Linked DNA regions of Mus musculus: regions 2 and 3 are each linked to region 1. A link is a contact called in public HiChIP or PLAC-seq and promoter capture Hi-C data. All regions are on one chromosome and are shown on one strand. Each heading gives the region's core, a stretch centred on a gene start, on an enhancer-like site or on the middle of the called end of the contact. The rest is flanking DNA. Distances are from core to core; before and after follow the strand shown. Region 1 holds the start of Six2 (sine oculis-related homeobox 2). Region 2 overlaps Camkmt (calmodulin-lysine N-methyltransferase). Region 3 holds the start of Camkmt (calmodulin-lysine N-methyltransferase).

Region 1 (4,224 bases), core at 937-3,436:
GACTCCTTTTCCCTAGGGGAGAAGGTAGAAGGAAGGGCAGGGTGCTGAGAGCTGGCTCAGATCGTAGGCAGAAACAAGGAGGCACAATCTGTAGCTCTCACCTGGGGCCTAGTCAGGAACCCCAGCCCTTATGGAGCCTGACAGAGGAGAACCCATCGCAGATGAATCCACCTCTTGCCTGCTTTTGCGGACAGTCCCTGACCAGATATGGGTATTTGAAATCCTGGGTAAAACCTATTAGTGGATTCCTAACGGCCATTCTTTCAGATTTCTTGGGGTGGGGGGTGGGGGAATGAGCAAGACATCATCGCCATTCAAAGTCAAACTTGGGGATTTCAAATACCCAGGTCCAGTCTGCAGCTTGCTCTTCTGCCCCTACTGTTCGATACCCTGACCCTGGATCCTTCAAACGGTGTTCAACACATCCACATCACCTAACCCAGGTGTCTTGTTTTGCTGTTCCCCAAGGAGAAATCCGTTCCCATAATCCGTTTCTCTCCGATCTCGATCCCCTAGTTTCCTTGTCCAGATTTAAGCCCAAAGCGGGTTACAGACAGTTACAGGGGTGTCTGTAGCTTAGGTTAGTTTGGAAAGTCTTAGATTCCGATAGAAAAGAAAGCTCCCAGTCTTTCGGCAGATCCCAGTTTACCTCGCACACCCGACTTGCCCATCAAAGAGAGCAGAACCTAAGGAGAGCGAGGTCTTCAAGGGTCTGGCAAGTTCAGGAAAGGCAGGCTGGATTGCCTTCTCTTCCTCAGCAGACATTTCCCCCGGAGGCCTTACATCTTTGGGTCCTTTCTACGCGGGATAACTCCCAACTCTCTTGTGCCCAGCTCTTATGCCCAGACAAGGAATAGGTCTACCTTGCATAGATATTGCAGTCATTACCCAGATAATACTAGGGAGATTCCAACCCCTGCCCTGACCCCTAAAAATCTCTTTGACCTGGAGGTGACGTCCTAAACCCCCTGATCCCCGACGCCCTTGGTTGTTCGAAGATCAGGCCCTAAGCCTACGCTTACCTCGCAGGGAATTCAGGCCCACAGCCCTGCCCTCTCTGAAACTCGCCGTTTTTCCAGTTTAGTCCACAAGCGACTGAGGAATTAGTTACTGAACTTACGCACCGCTTTGCCCGCTTTAGACAAATTCCGGGTCGCTCAGCCTCCAGAAAAGACCTAAGCGCTGTTTTGAGCCAGCCTGAGCTGCGGCCGAGCTTGGTACCCGGGGTCCGGGTGCGATTTAGTCCTGTCCAGGAGCTCCCCATCCTCCCGCACCCGTTTCTCCCAGGACCAGGGAAGCCGGCGCAGATGCTCACTTACTCGTACCTTTCCTTGGCCTCGGCCGCCCTGTCGCGCTGCCGCCGGTTCTTGAACCAGTTGCTGACTTGCGTGGTGGTGAGGCCGGTGGCCTCGGCCAGCTCGCGCTTCTCTCGTGGCGACGGGTAGGGGTTGTGAGCGTACCACTCGCGCAGCACGCTGCGGCTCTTCTCCTTGAAGCAGTAGCTGGTCTCCTCGCCGTCCCAGATGGAGCGGGGCAGCGGGAACTTGCGCCGCACGCGGTACTTGCCCACGGCGCCCAGCGGCCGGCCGCGCAGCTTCTCCGCCTCGATGTAGTGCGCCTTGAGCCACAACTGCTGCAGCTTGGCGTGGTTGTGCGGCGAGAACTGGTGGCTCTCCAGGATTTTGTAGAGCTCGCGGAAGTTGCCCCGGTGGAAGGCCACCACGGCCTTGGCCTTGAGCACGCTTTCATTCTTGTGGAGGTGCTCGCAGGCGGGCAGCGACCACAGGAAGCGACCCAGCCGCTCGATGTTGCCGCCCTGCTGCAGCACCTCGCACACGCACGCCACTTGCTCCTGCGTGAAGCCGAAGGTGGGCAGCATGGACATGGTGGCGGCTGCGCGCCCGCCCGCCCGCGCGCGCCCTCACCGCGCTTCGCGGCCCCGCATGGGCGCCTCCCCGCCGGCCCCGGCCGGCCGACAGGCGGGCGGGGCCCCCTGGCCAGGCGCCGGCTCCCGAGCGACTCCTGAGTCACAACGATCCGTCCTCGCTCCCGCCGCCGGCCCCGCGCAGCTCCGCGCCCCCGCCGCCCGCGCGCCTCGCCCGCGCCCAAGCCCGGAGGCCGCCCGGGGCGCCGCTCCGCATGCTCCGCGCCCGCCCGCCGCTCGCTCGCCGGCTCCTCGCTCGTTCGCTCTCCCTCCCGTCTAGCTCGCTTGCAGCTTTTTTAATAATATTATTCTAAGCGGGCATGAGGCGCGGCGGCCCGCGCCCTGATTGGTCGGGTTATCTGACCCGGGGCCTGCCCGCGCCAGACAATAGTCGAGTCAAATTATTCGCCATGGAGACGCTGTCAGTCACCGGTAACCCGAGCCCCGGCGGCCCGGGCGGCTCCCACCCCCGCCCCCCTCGGCCAGCTCCGCTGACAGATCGCCCCGGCTCTGCACAGAGCGGAGGTTGGCCGAGACGGGAGCCCCAGGCACTCCCAGAGCCCGGGAGGCGGAGAGGAGCCGGGCTGGGGCCCCGAGACGGCGGTGATTGACGGGGCGGACGCCCAAAGAGCAGAGGAGGAGGAGGACCCCGAAGGAGGGGGCTGGGTGGGGGCCCTCGAAGAAAAGAGGAGGACCGAAGTGGGGAAGGAAGGGAGTAGAAGGGAAGGCGGAGGACCGTTTAAGGGGGTGCCTTTCAGGAAAGGAAAAGAGGGGGACAGAAGGAGCCTTCAAGAGAAAAAGTGTGAGACACCCCTCCCTTTTTTTTTAAATAAGAGGCGTCGCAACAGCCTCACCCAGGCTTCGCCAGGTGCTCCAGCTCCGGCTGGGTCACTGCGTCGCTCGGAAGGTCGCAGCTGACAGGCAGAGACACTAACCCAGGAGGAGGTCAGTGGGATGGAGAGTTTGGATTCTCTTAGGGGGCCTCTGAAAGGCTTGGCTTTTCTAGCTGACAACACCCCACCCCCATGCAAGAAACCCGGGACCCGAGATGTCTATCCCCTAGGGAAAGGGGGAGGAGGTGGGGAGAGAAGTCAGAGATTTGGCAGTGGCCGCAGCTGGACGCCTGAGAATCAACTTCCCGGAGGATCCCGCCTTTCCTTCCTTTCGCAGCAGGCTGCTTGCCCCGCGGCCGGTACCGCCCCCACTCGGCGCGATCTGCTCCTCGCCAGGCGGGGACTCAGACTTAACCCCACGGGGCCCAGGACCCGAGAAACTCCCGGCAGTCTCGTGTGGCCTTTACGGAAGTTGAATCTTGCAAGGGCGGCGACACAAAACAGGGGAGCCCGCATAGACCCGCAGACTGCCCCGGGGAGCCCAGGGCAGCGTGTGTAGGGTAATTGTCGCACTTCCCGGGGTGGGGGTGAGGTGCACAGAAGAGACTGGATTTACCAGCTTCCTGTCTCCCTACTTCTGGGCTCGGGTTCCTGGTCTCTTCTGCCTGAGAACCCAGCGCTAAGTTCCGGCAAGATTGGCCTTAGAAAGTGGGTAGGAGGAGCCCTGCTTTTTGTTTCTTTGTCAGAACTCCCCCAGAACATACGAAGTGCTGGTCCTTTGGAAAAATCCAAGCAATAGAAGGTTAGGGGTGCACTGGAGGGGTGGGGTCAGGGACATCCCTGAAGTTTCCAGAGTTTGAAAGGCCCACGGCTTATTTCTTGGCAAGGCTTGTCCTTTGGGCATCCATTCCGCCCTTTCCCACCCAGCTGCAAGCTCCTAGTGACATTCAATGCCAAGATCCAAGGAGGCACAGACCATGCTAAAACCTCTAGACCTCGTTTTGTTAACAACCCTGTCAGCTTTCTAAGGCGATGGAGAGGCAGATATTGAAAATGGAGTCCCGAGCCTAAGCGTTGGTTTCTGGTTGCTGGTTGTTTATGGGTAAGGTACATATTTATTTATTTAAGGATCCAGCATCATTTCCCAAACTTCCCCTCTGCTCCAGAATGCCACAAGTCTTTCTGTGATGATGTAAGCATGGGAGAGATGAGCACTGTGGCTTTCCCTAAGACTTTAGCTCTGGGAGCCCTGTCCTTTATCTTGAGTTGAAAACAGAAGACTGCCTAAGTTGGTGCTAAGCCAGCACCTGAACAAGTTACTGCAGAAATCCAGATGTCATCTTTGTGGACTTCCTCTGTGGGTAGGGCAGACTCTAGTGTGTTCAGGCTGCCCTGTTTGACATGGATGCCCTTTAGTGAGCTCTGAGGATTCCAGGGGACCTGGGAAATATATTACCCAGACTGCCC
Region 2 (4,054 bases), core at 223-2,722, 530 kb before region 1:
AAGATTTATTTATTTATTATGTAAGTACACTGTAGCTGTCTTCAGACACTCCAGAAGAGGGTGACCCCTCTCCTCTTCTGGATCTCGTTATGGATGGTTGTGAGCCACCATGTGGTTGCTGGGATTTGAACTCAGGACCTTCGGAAGAGCAGTCAGTGCTCTTAACCGCTGAGCCATCTCTCCAGCCCCTTTTGAAACATTTTAACATTTATTTTACAGCATTTATGTAGCAATAATTTAAAAACTTTTCAAGAATAGACTCCCATTTGGAATTTTCAAGCTCATTCATCATTGTCTGCATCTTGTTACGCTAGGAAAATGACTGACAGGTGGAAATGCACAAATGCTGACTGTGTATGTGTAGCTCAGCATGCGATGTGCAACCCTGAAGAATGAACGAACGAACGAACGAACGAACAAACGAACGAACGGCCTACTTAAACTACCTTTCCCGCTCTCCCACGGTCAGGCGATGCAGTTATGAGGTAATTGAGTAGGACTCAGAGAGCTATGCCTCCTTGTTTCCTACCTTTCCCGCTCTCCCACGGTCAGGCGATGCAGTTATGAGGTAATTGAGTAGGACTCAGAGAGCTATGCCTCCTTGTTTCCTACCTTTCCCGCTCTCCCACGGTCAGGCGATGCAGTTATGAGGTAATTGAGTAGGACTCAGAGAGCTATGCCTCCTTGTTTCCTACCTTTCCCGCTCTCGCACGGTCAGGCGATGCAGTTATGAGGTAATTGAGTAGGACTCAGAGAGCTATGCCTCCTTGTTTCTAGTTTTGCTGACCTCTGGGACTTTCTTTTTAGGTCAGTTCCTTTAGGGTCACAGGGCAGAGGTCATCTCCATCAGAAAGGGGCTTAGGAACAGAGCACACTTACTTTATCCTTTTACCATGTTTGTCTAACCGGAAGTTCCTGGAGTCAAGTGATCCCTCAGCCTCTGGTCTCCTGAGTAACTGAGACTGAAGTTGTGTGTCACAGTCTCTTAAGTAGCGCATTCATTCCCTTCCCCTCGCTGCCCTCCCCTCCCTTTCTGTCCCCTCCCCTTCCCTCTTCTTTCTTTGTTGATTTTTGAGATAGACTGTCTTTATAGTCTAGGATGGCCTTGAACTTTGCCAGCCCATCCTAGGCATTCCCGTTCATGTTCCACAGATGTACCCTCACTCTCACCATTCTGTGCTATGGTTGCTGATTTTAAGCCACAAAACCTTTGTCCCTTGTTTTTTCTCATTAACCATTTTTTTTTAAATGGCATTATTTTTCCAACGAACTCCTTTTAAGTTGGAGGGGTCAGAATTCTCCCTTTATAGCTGTATTGATATTTCTGCTTTTTCTCAAAATAGCTTGTGTTACATCAGCCCTTCTGCCTGAATTCCACACCTTGAGAGAGGAATGTGCGCATTCAGTGCTGTGCCTGTCCCCACCCAGGTTACGCCCTACCCTGTCTTTGTCCCAGCTCCACTTTCTTGGTAACTTTTCCTGCTCACTTGCTGTCTGTTTAAATGTCAGAACACTTTCCCTGTGACTCAGTACATATTTATATTCCAGTCTCTTTTTCTGTTTGAGACGTCTTCATGCTCTTCATGGCTTTTGATTTGACTTGCTAGAAAATAGTTATCCTTTGCCCACATCATGAGTTTTCAGGATTATAAAACTCTTTGACCTTTAAACTATGACTAACAATCTGCTGCAATCATTGCTGGTAGGTGAGAAGATGCAGACTAAACTGTGAGTGAGCTACAAGATCAGAGTGCTGACTCTCTGGCCTGAATCTTCACCATTCTCATCGAGAGAGTAGCTCTCGTTGCCAAGGCCGTGGATCTTAATTTACTTGGTATTGTGTTGTATTCTAGCATGTTCTAGGACAAGAATATCCTCCTTCCTTCCTCTCTCTCTCTCTCTTTCTCTCTCTCTCTCTTTCTTTCCTTTCTTGAAGGTTTCTCTGTATAACCAGGTTGGCCTCGAACTCAGAGATCCAACCAGCCTGTGGTCCCCACAAGTGCTGGGATTAAAGGTGTGCAGCACCACTGCCCAGCTAAATATAGTGTTTTATGGAGTCATCAAATATACATGCTTAACTGTATAAAAAAAGCAGTTATAATTTCTTAACCCAATACAGAATAAGTAATACCCTTTAATTTGTTGAGTTTTTCTCCTGCTTCCCCCATATCTCTGTATCTATCATCTATTTTTATCTATCTATCTATCTATCTATCTATCTATCTATCTATCTATCTATCTATCCATCTCTCTATCATCTATGTATCTATCATCTATCTGTCTTATCTATTTTTAATCTATCATCTATGTATCTATCACCTATGTATCTATATATCTATGTATTTATGTATCTATGTATGTATGTATCTATCATCTATCTTATCTATTTATAATCTATCATCTAAATATCTATCATCTATGTATCTATCATCTATCACCTATCTATGTATCTATGCATCTGTGTATCTATCTATCCATCTATATCTATATATCATCTATCAAACATCTATTTATCTAATATCTATCTATCTATCTATCTATCTACCTATCTATTGCTTTATCTATCTAACATCTATCTATCTATCTATCAATTAACCATCTGTGTCTGTATCATCTCTATATATCTATAGACAAGAAGGTTTCAGTTTTCTGCTGTATCCCTCTGTCGATATCAATTAGTGAGTGCTTCTGTAGAAGGTGATTTGAAGACTTGGAACTACAAATCAGTCTGATAATTGGGTTCTATCTTTTCTATTTTGAGCCACAGTGTTCTGAGTATTTTGACACAGGAGCTTTTATACTTGAAATAATATAAAAGCAAGAGAATATTCTCTTTCATCTGCATTTCTGAGACTTAAGCTACATTTTTTCCCTTTTCTTTCCTTCAGTGTCTACTGTGTGCAGGTAACACAGGAGTGATGCAGAAGAGGCTGCCCCTCCGTAGTCCTTAAGAGAAACATCTGCTCCCTTGGTGAATGGGCATGCTGGTAGCAGCTTGGGAGATAAATCAATCTGGCCCAGTGGTTTAACTTTTCCTAAGTGAGCTTCCACCTAAGAGAAGGAACTGTACAGATGCAGGGAGGAGAAAGCTGTGTGGCTGGGCCCTGCCACCGGCCCTGTCAACATCCTCAGAGGCCAGACGGAAAGAGGGGCTCATCAGGCTCAGAGACATCAGATGGAATACCCCATAGAGCTTGCTTGCTCTGTCACTGTCTCTGTCTCTGTCCCTCTGTCTGTCTTTTTCTTTCTCTCTCTGTATGCATGCGTAAAGTAAAACTACATACATAAAACCAAAATGTACATGTGCATATGAAGCAAGATAAAATGCATATCATTTTACATCTGCTTATTGTATGTTGATGAAGGTTGATGAAGTCTTTTCACAAAACGGCCTCGGAGCCGTGTCTTCCCCACGCCCCTTGACCAGCTCGAAGCTTTCGATGCTTCCTTGCACCGTAGCGCAATGTCAGCCTCCGTCTCCAGGTTGTCTCAGAATTCTCTGGCAAACTTCTGCCAGCTTCAGAGTATAACTGAGACCTTCCCTTCCTGCTGAAGCCTCCTCCCCTTGTATTATAGCATTTGGGGCACCCAGTTATTCTTGATGTCAGCCATGCCTCCGTCTGCTGGAACTGGGGTGGTTTTTACATCGCTAACATCTGGCGTGAATCTCTTCTTCTGGGAGGTTGTAATAAATGCTTGGATGACTGAAGGAATAAGTGAATGAAAAAAAAATCCCGCCTCGTGTTCAACGCCTGCTTGGGTCCTTCCATCCCACCTCATGTTTGAAGCGTGCTGGGTCCTTCCGGCCCATCTTTTCTTTTGTGCTATTTAATCTTTTTTCTTGTCACACATTTTCCTGTCCCCCTCCAGTAGATGTTAGAGTTCAGGAAATCTGCGTTTGAAGATTTAAAATATAGTGCTTTGAACTCCTTAGAGGAAAAGCTATGAATAAATAATTAGACTCATTTCACATCAAAATCTAAAGTGTGGAAAAAAAAGTTCGTATCATTTGGTGCTTTATTCACGTGTATGGTAATCTGATGGCACATCCATT
Region 3 (4,430 bases), core at 140-2,639, 600 kb before region 1:
GTGAACCGCCCAACTGACTGGCTCCTCCTCCTAGAGGAGCAATTGGATTTCACCATAAAAGGATAATGAATTAAAAACAACTGTAAGATGCACAAATAAAATGTCGAGTCATTTTTGGTTTCTTCTGGAAGGTAAAGATCATTTTAACTTCCATAACTACAGACCCAGGTTTAGGTCTTGGGCCTTGTACACTAACTGCATCTGGATTCAATTTTTTCACTTGTGGAACAGAAATTAACCATAGCACTTAATCTCTGCGGTTGTAGTTTTGTAACAAAACCAAACAATTTATTTTAAGAACTTAGTCCAAGTACCTGGCACATAGTAACCATTCAACAAAAGGTCGTTAATATTATTAGCATAGGGATAATTTAGCTATGCTAAACACTGTTGAGTGTAAAATGAGAGAAATCTTCTCTAACACGTTCCTTGGTAGCACAGAAACACTGCGTCAGTTTTGCCATAGATCCGACCAGCTATGACGCCCCCTCCCCCCCTTAATCTCTTATGTCGCAGCAAAATAATGGGCCAGTGGAGCAGTAGCCTAGAAGAAAAATGCTTTTAAATCGCTTAGTCTGTCCCCATAGCTCCAACCCATTCATCCACCATCTGCATTGAGAAGACCCTGTGCGAGGATAGGGAGACTGGTGGGGTAAGTAAGCAAATGGGTGCTCCCGGAGCACCTCCTCGTTTCCCGGTGCAACTGTGCATCCCGAACACGTCGTATTCACAGGACGTGAGGGAATGGTACGGGTCAGAACGTACAGAAGAGACAGGGATCAAAAAAGGGACCAGGGAAGTGAGGAATGGCTGGAAGGTGGGCAGAGGAATTAGGAAAGGGGAACCATCAGCAACCCTTCCATACGTACGCAAATCGAAAGACAGCTGGACGAGCGAAGGTAGAGAAGACAAATACGAGAAACCGAAGCTCTCCAGAAGGAGCTGCAGTCACCTCAGCCTTGTCCAGCCGAAGCCAGCCTCCAGCACCCAGCAAGAAAGACAACCTACCTCGCGCCGCCCAGAGCTAGTTTGCAGCACGCCGGTCTACGTAACACCAACCCAGACCGATAGGGAAGCGCATTTCGCCATCTTTATTATGGCCAGTGGTGGGCTTTTTCTCTTCCTGAACTCACTCATCTTAGGAGACAACTGTATTTCGGTTTTCTGGTATTCCGGCGAGCAAGAGACAAAGTGAGGAAAAAAAGAAAACAGCGAGGAAAGCCCTGTCTGCAGCTATTCCACAGTCCCCTCCCACTCCGGCTCGCCCTCACTTAAGATGGCCACCAGAAAAAGTGGTGCAATGAAGCGACGCCGCTGCTTTGGTTGCCAAGGAGACGCTAATACCGGAAATGCGGAATTCGGGGAGGGTGCACGGAAGAGCTGTGGGCCAGAGGCCGGGCGTCACAGGTCCTGACAGGGAAGAAGTTGGCAGGTCCTGACTGGGGAGAGCCGTGGCGGACGCAACCTCCGGGTCCAGTCAGCTCTGGAGATGGAGTCGCAGGTCGCGGCCGCTGGGGCTGCAGAGACTGAGGCAGAGGCGGGCAAGCGTCCCGCGATGGGCAGTGCCAGCCAGGGCTCGCTGGTCTCGGCGCCCAAGGGGGCCGTCCGGTGGCAGCTTCTGCGACAGGTAAGGGCGAGCGCTCGCCTGCCCTGCCTGTGGCCACTCCCCTCGCAGGTAGCAGGCAGCCCGTTTGTCGGGAGCCAAGCGAGAAGCGCCCCCTTGCTCCTTCATCTCCGCTGTCCCGCTGTCCCACCAAAAATGGGAGAGACTCTGGCGGGGCTGGAGAGCGGGACAGCCAGAGCGAGCTCTCAGAAACTCAGAAAATCCTTGTGCTCGCCTGTCTGGTGGGTGGGACCGCCTGTCTTCTCCGTGTGCTGCTCTTCTTTCCCGCCCCCTTTCCATCCTTATTTTATTTTTTGCTTCTTAACTCCCAGCCTGGTCACCTGGGTGCACTTTTTGGTCCCACATCTCTGGAGATCCGTGAGGTTCACTAATGGGATGGGGATTCTGCACGCGTTTCCTGGTTTTGTATATGGGAGAGTAAAGGGAGAGAGGGAAACCTACTGCTTGCTCCTTTTCCCGCCACGTGAAACTAAGTTTGGAGTCATTATTGGGATACTCGCTGCCCAAGGTTTAGCAACGAATCCAGATACTTCAGTCTTCCAAACCGCTCCAGTGAAGGCTGCTGTGTTTATAAGTTTTCTTAGTCATTGTGACTCCTCACAGCAATAGGAAAGTAACTAAGACAGTGGCCGGGGGGCAATGAGTCCTTAGTCTGTTATTTTACTTAGTTATTGCTTTTTAACAACCACATGTCGTATGTCATGCAATGTCTGTGAACCACCTGGTAGTCTCTTGATAAAACCTGAGTGGTTTACGGTTGTGTACCTGGTCTATATACCCATAGTTCTCAGAGTTGGCTGGCATGTTCTCCCAGTTATGGTAGAGTGTATAAGAGCAAGAGGCACATTTCAAATCCCTGCTTACATGATGTCTGTTAATATGCTATGTTACTTAGCTTCTATTATTACTGTGATAAAAATGCTAGGCAATGCAATTTAAGAAAGGAAGGGTATGTATTGGCACACAGTTTGACGGTACAGACTTTAGTAGGAAAAATCAAGGCTCAGGATCCTGGAGCATTGTGTGAGCAGTCAGGAAGAACAGAGCGATGGATGAATATGAGTTAGTTCCAGTTCTCCTTTTTATTTAGTTCAAGACTCAGTGTGTGATGTGGCGATACCACATTGAGTGTGTCTCCTCTCAGTGACTGTAGTTAGGAAAATCCATTACACACATACCAAGAGGTTAACCTAGTGTAGATAACCCTTCCTAGACAGGTGGAGACTTTCGGTTCCTCCAGTTCTTGTCAAGTTGATAATCACTATGAGCCGTCTCATAAACCGTTAGCTAAAGGAAGATGCATGGCCAAGCCAAAATTCACAGTGTAAGAGGTAAGACTTTATTTTTAAATTTTTTTAGGTGTGTCTTAGGGTTTCTATTCCTGCACAAAACATCATGACCAAGAAGCAAGTTGGGGAGGAAAGGGTTTATTCAGCTTACACTTCCAAATTGCTGTTCATTACCAAAAGAAGTCAGGACAGGAACTCACACAGGGTAGGAACTTGGAGGCAGGAGCTGATGCAGAGGCCATGGAGGGGTACTGCTTTCTGGCTTGCTTCCCCTGGCTTGCTAAGCTTGCTCTTTTACAGAATCCAAGACTACCAGCCCAGGGATGGCACCACCCACAAGGGGCCCTCCCCTGCTTCATCACTAATTGAGAAAATGCCTTACAGCTGGATCTCATGGAGGCATTTCCTTAAGGAAGGCTCCTTTCTCTGTAATAACTCCAGCTTGTGTGAAGCTGACACATACAACCAGCCAGTACAACATGTCAGGGAAAAAGTGATTTTTTTTTCTGTAATAATTCAGTTGATTACCACAGGCTAAACATGTGTGGGCTTTTCATAAGTGTTTAAAGTGGCTAAACGATTCATGCATGTTTCATCTGTGTTCAGAAGCAGAAAGCTTGAAGAGTCTGATCAAGGCTAGGACTTTGTGATTCTGGTTGGCAGTGTTACTCAGTGCTATGACACTTTGCATGTGCAAAGCCAAGGTTTTGATCTCTATTACGGGGGGGGGGGGTCGAGAGGTTCTTTCTCTTGTGTCACACTTGAATGATTGGTGTTTATTTTTGCAACTCCCCAATTCTGTCTTCCTGTACTCCTCAGGATTCCAGTGGTGCCTCATGGCTCTTTTTGTTAACTAAGGCTTTCTCTGGAACTCATATTTTTGAGAGATAACCTGTATGACTTGTACATTATTGTTTCCAGATTATGTGATAAATTGTTGACTTTTGATTCTAGCGCCTCCCCTAATTAGGTGAGATCTAGAAGCCCGTGTGTGTGAGGACTAGCTAAAGAAGGAACAGGCATCTTGTCTTCCTTTTGGTTGAGTCTCATCTGATAACGGTGACGGTTACTTGCAACTTCAGTCTTTCCACATTCATCCACTTAGGGATCCTGAGGAAAGGATCTAGTTTCCTTAAGAAATAATTTCTTTCAAATGACTCTGGTAGACCACATTTGGGCCAATTGCTGTGCCCAACAGAATGAAGCTATTTGGCTAACCTGGGTCATCAACCTGCTTGACAATCCCAGCAGAATTACATAAAGAAGAGGCATGCACACACAAACTCACAGACGCCTCTAGGATGAAATAGTTACCTAGGGGCGGAATACTTGGCTGAAGAATCTGGTTAATGAAGTATCTCATATCTCATAGTGCTATTTACGGCAGGATGCTCTGTGTTAGACTGTCAGTGCTGAGGCCCTTGACTGTTATCAGTTTTTCATTGTAAGCAAAAGGCCTGAGGGTCAGCTTCTTCCCCACCTCTGCTTAAAATGAAGTCTTTCCATCTTCTAGTCTC

The links. Promoter capture Hi-C pulls out the DNA fragments that hold promoters and counts their contacts. HiChIP or PLAC-seq counts read pairs in DNA pulled down with a chosen protein or histone mark.
Region 2: an H3K27ac HiChIP or PLAC-seq map of embryonic stem cells shows a contact between it and region 1, with 4 times the contacts expected there. The contact joins the enhancer-like site here to the promoter of Six2 in region 1. A contact is called at or near these places in 3 of 39 promoter capture datasets (hippocampal neurons, liver and pre-B cells), 4 of 115 datasets of contacts at active chromatin or transcription factors (astrocytes, embryonic basal ganglia and embryonic stem cells) and 1 of 9 other capture datasets (adipose tissue).
Region 3: a promoter capture Hi-C map of embryonic stem cells shows a contact between it and region 1, with 2.9 times the contacts expected there. The contact joins the promoter of Camkmt here to the promoter of Six2 in region 1. A contact is called at or near these places in 3 of 39 promoter capture datasets (the 3T3-L1 cell line, embryonic stem cells and hippocampal neurons), 5 of 115 datasets of contacts at active chromatin or transcription factors (astrocytes, bone marrow-derived macrophages, embryonic hindbrain and 2 more) and 1 of 9 other capture datasets (pancreatic islet).

The regions. Positions count from the first base shown.
Region 1 is chr17:85,686,068-85,690,291 of GRCm38.p6, forward strand. Six2 (sine oculis-related homeobox 2) reads right to left here and starts at 2,187. Exons shown (of 2, transcript NM_011380.2): 1 at 1,326-2,187. The coding sequence starts at 1,885. CJ186046Rik (a long non-coding RNA gene) reads left to right here and starts at 2,427. Exons shown (of 9, transcript XR_001782258.2): 1 at 2,427-4,224.
Region 2 is chr17:85,161,724-85,165,777 of GRCm38.p6, forward strand. The region is part of intron 3 of Camkmt (calmodulin-lysine N-methyltransferase); the gene reads left to right. Gm36826 (a long non-coding RNA gene) reads left to right here. Exons shown (of 3, transcript XR_877067.3): 3 at 315-2,238. Among named protein-coding and RNA genes, the nearest start is that of Gm36826, 5.7 kb to the left of the region's middle. Within about 2 kb of position 1,473, at least 39 of the 459 cell types and tissues checked have an H3K27ac peak or open chromatin away from gene starts, as enhancers often do. A contact at or near this core is called in embryonic stem cells, where this site is marked.
Region 3 is chr17:85,089,237-85,093,666 of GRCm38.p6, forward strand. It overlaps Camkmt (calmodulin-lysine N-methyltransferase), which reads left to right and starts at 1,390. Exons shown (of 11, transcript NM_028576.3): 1 at 1,390-1,627. The coding sequence starts at 1,490. It overlaps Prepl (prolyl endopeptidase-like), which reads right to left and starts at 1,031. Exons shown (of 15, transcript NM_001163622.1): 1 at 870-1,031.